Regions from separate parts of the Zea mays genome. Here region 1 is linked to region 2. A link is a contact called in public Hi-C data. All regions are on one chromosome and are shown on one strand. Each heading gives the region's core, a stretch centred on a gene start, on an enhancer-like site or on the middle of the called end of the contact. The rest is flanking DNA. Distances are from core to core; before and after follow the strand shown.

Region 1 (6,345 bases), core at 371-2,870, 200 kb after region 2:
CCTTCCTCTCATATTATCAAGATGACTCTGTTTGATAGTCGATTTCCCGAAGACTGCATGACTTGGTCGCCAGGGCCGATCTTTAGTCTTCGCCTCCACTTTCCGCATCATAACTGTCGCTGTCATCAGTATCTTCAGATAAGCCTTCTAGAATTTCCTCAGTAATCTTTTCTATATTTGTCTTTGCTATTGATTCAAAAGCGGCACCATGACAGCTTGTATGTCGAAAAAAACTACGAAGTCGGTCTTCGACATTCGACGCTAAAACAGACACCGCAACGGCCAGCCTCAACATCTGTTGCGTGCGACAAGCACAGTGCAGGCAGAAGTGGCCTAAGGGTGCAGCTGGATCAATATAAGTGCGTCCCACTACCCAAGGGTGTGAAGTCGTCCTAGAGACGCATATTTTTATCCAAGCAAAAGTCACCTAAGGGTGCAGCTGGATTCACACAATAGGTGTATCGCAAAAAATGAAGTCATCACCTAGACAAAAGATAATACTCTACCAACAGTCGGATCAATATAAACATATTAACAACACCAAAACGTGCGAAGACGCTACCATCTGCAACTCAGCGCATACACCACAATGAAAGACACATCATATTTCAATTACAAGATGCGCACAAGAAAATTGCCCACATACATGTCCCCACAGCCGTCCTTTAGCGAAGGGGGGCGAGGGCAGTGTTTTTGCTTATCGTCACTAAAGAACGGCGATGGCAACACTCATTGTTACATTGGCTCTTGTTTCGGAATAAGACCAGCTTCTCGGAAATTAAATAGCATCAACTTCAACTCTTCACCATCAAAAAGGGCCCGCAGATCCCCCTCCCCGAAGCATGACCCGGCCGTCGGCGCCAGTAAGTCACGACGGGTCCCTTGATCCAACCGCGGTCCAATCCGAAGATGCGACCTCTCCATGACCATTCGGTGATGTCTTCTAATACCTTGCGAAGACTCTTCTACCATCCCGACACTTTGTTTCGATAGCCCAATCTTTTTTCGCCCTCGCGGTTCACCAGGGGCTACCCCCGTAGAAGTCGCCGGTGCTTCAAGGGGGGCGACCCTTAATAGAGACTCCGCTGCAGCTAAATCTAGTGCCACAAAATAATCTAAATCATCTTCCAAGGATTCGTCATCTATCCAAGCAAACGGGTCGTGACACACAAAATCCTATTTTGTGAGGTATAAAAAGTTCTCCAAAGGATTTGAGATAAATGACTTCTATAAATGATTTTCTACCTTTATAAAACATATCCATTTAATATAAATAAATAATAATAAGTAGTAAATGTTGAATTGTGGAAAAGCCTTTAAATTTACATTCAAAATAGTATTTCTTAATAATGTGTGTACTTCACATTTGAAATATATTTTAAATTAGGTGAGTAAAAATAATCTTTATAAATATAACTTGCATTCATGTTGAGGTTTTTGTTTGAGTACTTAAATATACTGTAAGTTTGATCTCTATTTGATCTAGAATTCGAATTTGAATCTGAGTTGAAATTGAGAAACAAAATGAAAAAAAGGAGAAAAGGGCATCACTATGCATGGGCCACCTTCACGCTGCCCGGTTTGGCTCCCTCTCCTCCGCACGGCCCAGTGGGCTCGCTACCGCTGACTCCCTGGCTGTCGTGCTTTGGCACTGATGGGCGGGCCCCTGCCTCAGCTAGACACACCACCGGCCACAAAATTGTTGCGTCTTCCATGTGGGGCCCACGCGCCAGATTGCTCTCCCCTGCCGAGACCTCCAAAACAGAATCGCACCAACCCCGTCGGGCTCCTCGGCCTCCCCTTATGCAGACTCCTCACCCCTGGGCTATAAAGAAATCCGAGCGCCATGCCCCCTGCTCACCAGAACAGAACCAAGAACACAGGATATCTCGATACCATTGCAGGAGGGGATGGATCACCATGGGAGAAAGTGGGGACGCCGCGAGCAGGATTCGTTGAGCACGACATCGTGATTTCCGGTAACAACCCCTCCCATAGATTCTCTTTGAGCCTAGCTTTGTTTTGATGTGTTTCGCTTAGAGCACCGGGCACCGTATCGGCAACGGACCAATCACCGGTGAAGCTCTGTCGTATGGGGGCGGCGACGCCGCTGCTCTGGTCGTGGCGGGCAAGGGGGAAGTGCCTTAAACGTGGATTAAAGGATGAACGGTTGAGATTAGGCCTGTGCATACCATTTTGTGGGGTGATCTGAGCTACTGATCGATGACGGACGAATGAGATCTAATCGGGGAGTCTGTTAATTCCTGCTCGTTGATTCGGGATAGCACAAGTGAGATCGAATCTCAGCTATTTTTAATTGCGATCGTAGATCTCGGATCTGACGGCTTGTTTAGCGTACCATTTCGGTTTATGAAAATTTTAATCTTGACCGTTGAAAGTCGCCTATAGGGGGGTGGATAGGCGAATCCTGAAAATTATAACTTTACACCCCAACTAGATCCCTTGCTTAGTGGTTAGAACAAGACACAAAATTATCGAAGTATAAAAACTAAGTCCTTTGCTTGCAATGGGTATTGTATTCAAAGAGTACGGAATTTAATTAATAACAATACTACTAGAGATGGTGGAGAATAATGCAAGAGGGCTTAAATAAGAAGAGTAGCACAAGTTCTTTCTTGCAAGGAGTTGCTTCTCTAAATGTGATTTTAACTTGAAGCAACACAAAAGGATATTAACAAAGAGTAGCGCAAGAGAACTTAGAAAGAGAGAGAACAAACAAATCACAAGCAATAAACACACGAGACACGGGTGATTTGTTTTACCGAGGTTCGGCCCTCGATGGCCTAGTCCCCGTTGAGGAGTCCACTAAGGACGGGTCTCTTTCAACCCTTTCCCTCTCTCAACCGATCCCCAAGATCAGCGAGCTCTTCTTCTTCTCAAGGATCACTTAAGACCCCGCAAGGATCGCCACACACTTAGGTGTCTCTTGCTAGCTTTACAAGCCTCCAAAACTTTGGAGGAAGTTCAATGGGAGTCAAAACTCCACGCACAATGAACGCAAGATGTAGCACACACTTTCTCTCAATGAATCTCACAAGGCACTAGAGCTAAACTCTCACAAGAGGCTTTCTTTTGCTTGCTCTCTCTTTTGTGGCACTTGTGTGGTTTGTAGTGGTCTAAACCTTGTGTATAGGATGGATCAATGAATAGAGGTGGTTGGGAGGGCTTGAGTATGTCAACTATGTGACTTGGAATGTTGCTTGGGCTCCCTTCCTCTTGAAGTGGCCAATTGGGGTGGTATTTATAGCCACCAACCAAATTGTAGCCGTTGGAGAAGGCTGCTGGCGATGGGCGCACCGGATAGTCCGGTGCACCACCGGACAGTGTCCGGTGCGCCGCCACGTCATCCTATCGTTAGGGCTTGGAGCTGGTCGACCGTTGGAGGCTCTGTCCTCATGTGGCACCGGACAGTCCGGTGCCCCTCTGACCATCTGCTCTGACTTCTGCCGCGTGTACTGTTCTGCACTGTTCACTGTCAGAGTCGACCGTTGCGCGCAGATAGCCGTTGCTCCGCTGGTGCACCGGACAGTCCGGTGGCACACCGGACAGTCCGGTGAATTATACCTTCGTCCATGGCATGCGATATCCCTTCGTCGTGCCCAGTTTGCATAAGAGCCCTTGGGTTTGTTTTAAATAAACCTGTCGTCCACCATATTCAAAGAACATAGCAACTAGGTCTTGAAATTTGCATGTGACCCCCTGAGCTTCTAGAAAATTGTGGCCGCGGCCCAAAGGTTAATAAAATGGGTAAAATTAATAAAGAAAATGATTTTTCGTATAAAAATAATTCCAGAAACTTGTTTAATTCATAAGTAATTCATTCTAACTCCTTTTTTTATCCATTCGAGTTGCATTAAATTCATAATAATATTGTTTATTATCTGGTAACCTTATTTTGTCATGAAACATAGAATAAAATTATGCACTTAGTTTATTCTATATTAAACACTTAAATCTTCAGAAAATCATAAATCTTTAACCGTAACTCCGAATTTAGTGATTCTCGAACCTGCGATCTAGTTGCGAAGCAAAGATCATTATTGTACAATTTGTTTCTATGTTTGGTGTGATGTTAGTTTTCCCTATACCATGTTTGTTTGTATTGCTATGATTAGCAGCGAGGTTACGAGAATCTTGAAGACCAAGCTGGTACCTAGGAATCTTGAGTCCCAGGCAAGTTATGCCCTTGATCACTTTTCTCTTTATCCAATAATGTTTCGATTAATCACTGTGACATGCTCAAGTTAATTTGAAGGGACCTAATAGGTTTCCCTAGATCTGTTTATCCCACACCTTGTTTACCACTGAACTTTTGGGTAGTTTTGCTATTGCTCTACTAGGCGATTAATGTTACATTATGACCATGTTCTAGTTATTTTAGTTATTGTTCTTGACAAGATCATTGTGTTAATTAATATTCGTGCTACCACAAGGGTGGAATGGGATGCCCTTGGCTAACTAATTAGTAAAGCTAGTGGAGGACTACCTTACGCGAAAGGGGCAAGGGCGGTAGAGGAGCTGTGTATAGGGAGGTTCTCGGGTCGATCATGCTGCGAAGGCTTTTCGGATGAGGGATTCCTATATTTCCCTTCTCAGAAACCGTAGCGGGTTTTTTGAAGCTAGTGGAACTTTGTAAAGGCCTCATAGTGCTACCCTGCCTCGTCTCCTTAGCAGAGATGAATGGGTAGTCGTGATCCCTTAGAAAATGGGTAACACGACTTGTGGATAAAGGGTGCAACCTCTGTAGAGTGTAAAACTAGTATATCAGCCATGCTCATGGTCAAGAGCGACTCAGGACTCTCGCATGATTAATCTATGGAACTAAACTTAATTTTTTCATATGCATTGCATTGTGGGTGTTGTTATTAATTTTGATCCCTTACTTATTTGGGTTGGTATCTACTTATACTTAGTAACTGCTAATAAAACTTTGATCAACTTTAAAAGCAATGCTCAGCTTTAACCATCTCCTTTGGTAAGCCTTATACTTCACATGAGCTCCCACCTTTGGTGAGTTCATGCACATTATTCCCTGACAACTTGTTGAGCGATGAACATATGTGAGCTCACCCTTGTTGTACTCACATCCACCCCAGGTCGAGAACAGGTACCACATAATGAGGCGCATGAAGGAATTCTACGATGAGTTCGTGAGTGGTCTAGGTCGTCGTCTCCCAGTCAACTTTGGGTTGCTGGATCATTGTCTTCGTATGATGTAATTATTTAACTATTTTGTACAGAACTGTGTTATATATTAATGATGTGACATTCATTTCTGTACCATGAGTCATCATATGTGTGAGACTTGATCCTAGCACACTTGGTGATTAGTTCGCACCCGAGTTTTGGTGCCTCTGAAACCCGGGTGTAGCAGAAGTGGTATCAGAGCAATGTTGACTGTAGGACGAAACCTAGACAGATATGGATAACCCTTACCTACTTATCTTTGCTATTCTGATTATTCTTACCTTTTCACTTCTAAAGACAAAAGTGGATTTCACACTTTGAAATCCTATGCCTAAAGTGACCTTTAGGAATAGGAGACCCAATCTTAGGGACAAAAACAAAACTATTTTGTAAGTATCTATATGCTTGAATGTTTGTTCTTATGATAAATGTTTGATTTGGTTCTTTGATTGAGTGTGATGAGTTGTGGAGTAACAATCCACAATTGCATCTACATAGACATCTAGGTATAAAAAATGTTTATAAAATAACTAGACAATCTAGATTATTTCTCATTAAAATATATCTAGTGTCACATATCTATCTTATCTTAACAGATTCTATCTTATCTTTGGAGATTCATCTCATAAGCATAGTTATCCCAACATAGACACAAAACGACAGATCAAAGCTCTGCCTAAGATCCTTCAGTTTATGACCAGCTACTAGGCTATCTTTTCTGCCCACTAAATTATTCCCCTTGCAAAGCTATCTTACCATATGTCTCTAACTTAGAAGGTTAATACTAGGAAGGGAGGCGGTATCGATCTACCTGCTAACAACTATCGCAGGAGGATTGTAAACCAACCACAACCAGAGATGAATCCTCCGCCAAACCCTCCACCGGCTGGAACAGATCTCGTTGTTGCCACTCAAATGCAGATGCTGCAGTAAATGGCAAACACCATGACAGAAATGCATGTGCAAATCCATCAGGAACGTCAGGAGATGCACCAAGAGCGACAGGAAATGCGACAGGAAATCCGGCAGGAACGCCTGGAACGGCAGTGTGGCAGAACCGCCCGAATTATTCCAGCTTAAATGCCCAAGTCATGCCTTAGAGGCAGCAACACACTTAAATCGGAATAACTCGTCAGT
Region 2 (6,083 bases), core at 1,334-3,833:
TCTTATCAACTATATCTTTATATAAACCTTTATTTCCCATAAGGTTTTGCAAGATGATTAGTCAAATAGAACAATATTAGCCCTATGTTTAGAATATTGAACGGAGAAAAGAAAGCAAGTGCCACAAATAAGATAAAAAATTTAAGCATACTATGCAACAAAAACTTCAAACAGTTGAAATAAAAATGGAAAGCCTGGTTCATGCGCATGGAATTCATTTGTGTTAAATAGTAACATACTTTCAACAAGTTTATTCCTTTTAATTTTTAGTAGGGCACTAAAAAAACTAACATTTTACAGTAAGCTGGAGAGCAGTAAGCATTTTTTTGGTGAAGGCATATGTGCAGCAGCTGGAGAGCAGTAAGCTGAAGCTTGCACAACTGGAGCAGTAATACCAGAAAAGCTTAGGGATGGTGGTAATGGATCACGATCCAAATGTTTCTTCACAATTCATTTGAGCCTTTAATTAATTTTAGTTCAAAAATGAATAGAAATAGAGCAATATCCAAATATGATCAAATCCTTAAATTTTACAGTGTAAAATTTGGAGCCCATTACCACCCTTACATATGTCGGATCATCATGTTAACGCTTGCAGAGCTGCGGTACAGAAGTACACAACAATACAGATACATTCCATCCTTTTATAACATGAACCAAAGTGGCAGTTTTTATCTAAGCCTACCATGGAATGAATCACGCCACGCTTACAACAAACAATCACGCGAATGCACCCACAAAGCCACTTCATTCATTCCTAATTATTTGCAAGACTATGGTCGAATTCTTCACAATAAGTAGCAGATGGGTCACTAATCAAAGCAGATATTTGGTTCTCACATTACAAAGAATATTGAGAAGTAATCTGATCTTGATGTTTACACAAAACATCTGATCTGAACAACAAACATATTCATCCTAAGCAACTCCACTAACGTACAAGCAAACAGGTTTGCCTGAATTATCGTGTGAACACTTCGCAAAAACGATAATACAATCGCTTCGCGTCCGTCCAGAAGACAAATCGGGGAGGCAGTGTTCAATGGCCCATCGGTGATTGCGCCGGCGTGGTCGAATCCGGCGCAATGAATTAGAGGGCGGGAGCCAAATCGACAGGGATGGGGGGGAGGGCAGCCGAGGGTTCGTCTTACGAACTGCTCGGAGTGCCACGAGAGGCCGCAGTAGACGTTGACGGGGAAGGTGGCGGCGAGGTAGAGCGTGGCGACACCCAGCCCAGTCGTTGCGCCTTGAACGCCAGGTCGCCCACCGCCATCGCGCCGCTTCTTCTCGTCCTGGGTCCGACTGGAGCAGCAACAAAACCCTCGCTTGGAATGGGGATTTCTGTCACGGTTCTCGACTCTGTCGAGACGCGAGGCGAAAGCTAGCAACACCGCTTCACCGGCGTGGGAGGGAGCTGGGCCTGCAGGTGGGCTTCTGTGCGCGCATGGCGGCAGGTGCGGGAGCGGGAGCGCATAGCCGGGGTGGCTGCGCGCATGGCGAGAGCGAGGCAATCGGACGGTTGGGATGGAGGCGGGATTGATCCGGCAATCGGACGGTCGAGATGGAGGTGGGGGCATGGTTGTGCCTAGTCTACACTATTGCCTTAAGGATTAGTAGAGATATAGTGGTAGAGGAAGATAATGTTGTTAGGGCTCCGATTATCACACGTAAGAATCGCTTGAAAAAATCGCCGACAGGCAAGCTCTAGGTATGTGTATGTTGTGTGTTAATATATATGTAGATGACACGATGGGCGCCGGTTCTAGAAATTCTATATGAATATAGTATAGATTCATAATAGATTATAGTTTATCTTAAAATAATATATCTAGAAGCCGACTTTAGGAGAATCCTAGATAAATACAACACAAATTTAGGTTAGATTGTTGTCTACGTAAAACAAACTTAAACATGGATTCCATTACAACTTGTGGCGTACATATTAACATGTCTTTAATACGCACACGCAGTGCCGCGCGTATGGGATGATTTCTTTAACCGTGGGTATGCAAATGAGTGAGAATCTCTACCCGTCAAGTAAACGGGTACGGGTACTACCCATACTCGTGTACCCGTGAGTAAATTTTTCCGCGTCATATCAGTATTTACCATGTAATTAAACCGTATTAGCTAAAAGAAAACCATTCTTTGGTTATTGTTTGTTTGCATATCAAATATGTAATCATTTGGTTTGTCGTATTTTAAGTTGAATTTATTTTTATATGTTTGTTTGATATTTTAAGTGATTGGCACATTAGTTTTTTAGACTCTTCTAGCAGGCTAGCAGGTACAGGTGACTTGATGAATAAAATTACCGTGTAGCTACAGGTATAGATAAAATTCTATAGCCACGATCTTGTATGAGTAATTTGATGGGTAATTTTTTTAACGGGTAATGAATATATGATAATACTAGTGGATAGATATATACCGTTGCCATCTATAAAGCACGCCGTGCCGCGCGCGACTCACGTTGCGTCGGCTGGCGCAGGCCACGATTTCATTGGCCGCCAAGCGTCCCGGAGCGCGCCTCGTGTTGCCTTGTGCTTATATAGCTGTCCATGCACATCTCTCTCTGTAGGGCGCTAATTTCAGCCGTGTTCTCTTCTCTCTCGTTCGAGAGATTTATACTACGTGTATAAAAAGCATCGTCCAACAGAGGTACCTTTGCTGCGCCTCTCGATCTCTAGCTATAGCCCGTAGCTAGCTAGCCCTCCCGGCGAATCGGCCGATCAGCCGGTCGGGAACGATGAAGAAAGATGATGACCTCGAGTCGGCGCTGCTGGCCGCCAAAGAGCCCGCGCCGGCGCCCGCCAAGGGCTACGCGTACGCGCTCACCTGCGCGCTCCTGGCTTCCCTCACCTCCATCATCTACGGCTACAGTAAGTCACGTTGCTATCCACCTCGCACCATAGCAACTAATGCGCGTGATCTATATCGCCGCGCGCTCGTCTTCACCCGTGCCGCGCGTGCATGGCCATGGAGGGCCATGAAAAAGCGGAAGAGACATGCATGCATCATCAAGCCGTCGTCAGCTTGCATCTGAATTCATTGTCGGCGTTCGTGTGCGCGCGCTTACAGACCGCGGGGTGATGAGCGGGGCGCAGAAGTTCGTGCAGGCCGACCTCGGCGTCACGGACGCGCAGCTGGAGGTGCTCATCGGCGCCACCAGCGTCTACTCCCTCGTCGGCTCGCTGGCGGCGGGCTGGGCGTGCGACCGCGCGGGCCGGCGCCGCACCATCGCGCTGTCGGCGGCCTTGTTCCTCGCCGGCTCAGCCGTCACCGCCGCCGCCGACGGCTACGCCGCGCTCATGGCGGGCCAGTTCGTCGCCGGCGTGGCCTGCGGATTCGGCCTCGTCGTCGCTCCCGTCTACATCGCGGAGATCTCGCCGGCCAACGCTCGGGGCTTCCTCTCCTCCATCCCCGAGGTACGTACGACGTACTATACCACGTACGGCGCTGATTCTCCGCGCGCGGCCGTGTGCATGCATGGTTGTTCGTACGTTGTTGTTAATAAGTTGTGAATGCGGTGGCGGCGCCGCGGGTTGGTGTCTCTCGGGTGGTTTGCAGATCTGAAATCCTAGTCATTAATTGGGAGAGAAAATGGGAGGTTTGTTGCAATTTTAAAAGGGAAGTTAGTTCGATCCCATCTGAAAGAAATGCTTTGCATCTACTTTTAGAAGAGCGAAATCGAATCGGAGTTCTCTGATGTGACACAAAGGCTAAAACTTAAATTTTATTGCAGTACACAACTGGTACAACGACGTACAGCTAGCTGGGGGTGCAACTGCAGGAAATAAACCAAAATTTGCATGACTAAATTCACACAAACGCTTAAACCCTGTTTATTCTGTTTTGTCAATTACCTTCCGCCCCTGTTTGTCCAATTCCCCTTTTACCCTGCTCCTAGGACGGAGCCACAGTTTCAGCATTATTGTTGTCCAGTGGCAGCAATGCTTTTGTGTGTGTGTGTGTGCAAGAAACGGTCCCTCTGTTTCTATGTTTTTTTGAGCAAGATTATGCTATCGTGACATGATTGGCTCCACCCCTGCCTGCTTGGTCCTACCCACTAAGCCAAAATGGACTACTACACCACTATAGCATATATATAGTACTGGTGGTGGCACACGTCTTGGTAGCGACGGGACAATAGAGCTCGTACGTGGAAGAAATCAAACCAAAACTTGCCATGTTTAACTGAAAATGGATGGCACACTTAGAGCATCTCCAAGAGAATAGCTAAATAGTTTGTCAAGCTAAATTTTAGCTACTTAATAGCATAATAGCTCTCCAACAGAATAGTCATTTAACTTGCTAAGCTATCTGGCTCTCTAAATTAACTCCCTCACTAGTCAAATTTGGCTAGCAACTCTCGCTAGCCAAGCTAAATTACATTTTGAAGAGTCTGCTGGAATGAGATGTTATATATATAGTTTAATATTTATGAAGAGACAAATAAAGAGTCAAATAGAGAGTACAAAATAAAGAGTCTCTTGGAGACACTCTTACCAACACAATTGTAAGTACGGCACGTTGAATTATCAGAGTACTCTCTCGGTTCCAAAACATTAGTCGTTTGATATAACATGCGTAAAGAATTGTATAAACCACTGATTCTTTAAAACGACTACTATTTAGCGAAAGAGTACAGCTGGTACAATAATGTCAACGGAGGCCTAACAGATGACATCCAATCAAAACTTGCATGCTTAATTTTATTCACCATGATGCTTTTTTTTTCACATCTTCCACTTGCATTCTTTTATTCACTTGCATTTTTTTTCCACGAGAGGTTTTGCGTGCGCGCGCATGGTTTTAGGAAAAAGGTCTAGATCAGTGGCAAACTGGACGCCAGCTTTTGGGGGCCACAGCTGATGACAGCTTTTAGGAAATGGCCTAGATGCGATCGAGACGATTGACAGTTATTATTATTTCTTGTGACCTATAATCATGCTTTGTGACGTCAGATCGCCGGCAACTCGGGCATCCTGCTGAGCTACATCGCCGACTTCGCGCTCGCCGGCCTCCCGACGCCACTCAACTGGCGCCTGATGATCGGCATCGGCGCCGTCCCTCCTCTATTCCTAGCGGCCGCGGCCGCGCTTGCCATGCCGGAGACCCCGCGCTGGCTCGTCCTCCACGGCCACCGCGACGAGGCGCGCCGCGTGCTGGAGCGCACGGTGGGGGACGCGGACCGCCGGCTCCAGGAGATCTTGACGTCCGTGCAGGAGGCCACGAAGCAGGCGGGCTCCGGCGGCGGCGACGCGCCGTCGTCGGCGAGCGTGCGGCGCGAGATCCTGCTCCGGCCGACGCCCGCCGTCCGCCGCGTGATGCTGGCCATCCTGGGGCTGCAGGTGTTCCAGCAGGCGTGCGGCGTGGCGGCCATGGTGCTGTACGCCCCGCGCGTGTTCAGCCACGTCGGGATCACCTCCGAGCGCGACGTGCTCGGCGCCACCGTCCTCCTCGGCGCCGCCAAGACGGTGGCGATCGTCGTCCCTCTGTTCCTCGCCGACAGCCTCGGCCGCCGGCCCATGCTGCTCACCAGCGCGGGCGGCATGGCCGCGTCGCTTCTGGTCCTCGGCCTGTCCATACGCGCGACGTCGGCCGCGACGTGCGTCGCCGCCGCCGTGGCGTTCATGGCGACCTTCTCGCTGGGGTTCGGACCCGTGATCTGGATGTACGGGTCGGAGATCCTGCCGCTGCGGCTGCGCGCGCAGGGGACTGGCGTCGGGACGGCGGTCAACCGGGTGATGAGCGCCATCGTGGGGATGACCTTCATCCCGATGTACGAGGCGGTGGGCATGGCCGGGACCTTCTACATCTTCGCGGCGATGTCCGCGGCGGCGTGGGTGTTCGTCTACGCGTGCCTGCCTGAGACCAAGGGGAGGAGCCTCGAGGAGATGGAGGCACTCTTCGACGCCGGTGCTGCGCCGTCGCCACGGGCGGCGTTGTCGTGACGTTCCAGACACCGAGTACACAGATGCATCATGTCCACGCAAGGAACAAGCACGTGATGACATGAAGTTGTCAGGTGTGCAGTGTAGCAAGGTTAGACAGGGGCTAGTGTATTTGTAAGCAGCCAA

Evidence for each region. Hi-C and Micro-C count contacts between places; a contact is called where the count stands out from the background.
Region 1: a contact with region 2 is called in a Hi-C map of tassel, with 2.7 times the contacts expected there. The contact joins the enhancer-like site here to the promoter of LOC100285636 in region 2. A contact is called at or near these places in 2 of 25 Hi-C or Micro-C datasets (leaf mesophyll and tassel).

The regions. Positions count from the first base shown.
Region 1 is chr10:30,274,326-30,280,670 of Zm-B73-REFERENCE-NAM-5.0, forward strand. No RefSeq gene overlaps it. Among protein-coding and RNA genes, the nearest start is that of LOC100283010, 92 kb to the right of the region's middle. Within about 2 kb of position 1,621, at least 20 of the 20 cell types and tissues checked have an H3K27ac peak or open chromatin away from gene starts, as enhancers often do. A contact at or near this core is called in leaf mesophyll and tassel, where this site is marked.
Region 2 is chr10:30,073,834-30,079,916 of Zm-B73-REFERENCE-NAM-5.0, forward strand. LOC100285636 reads left to right here and starts at 2,584. Exons shown (of 3, transcript NM_001372311.1): 1 at 2,584-2,882; 2 at 3,082-3,428; 3 at 4,968-6,083. The coding sequence starts at 2,750. The coding sequence ends at 5,957.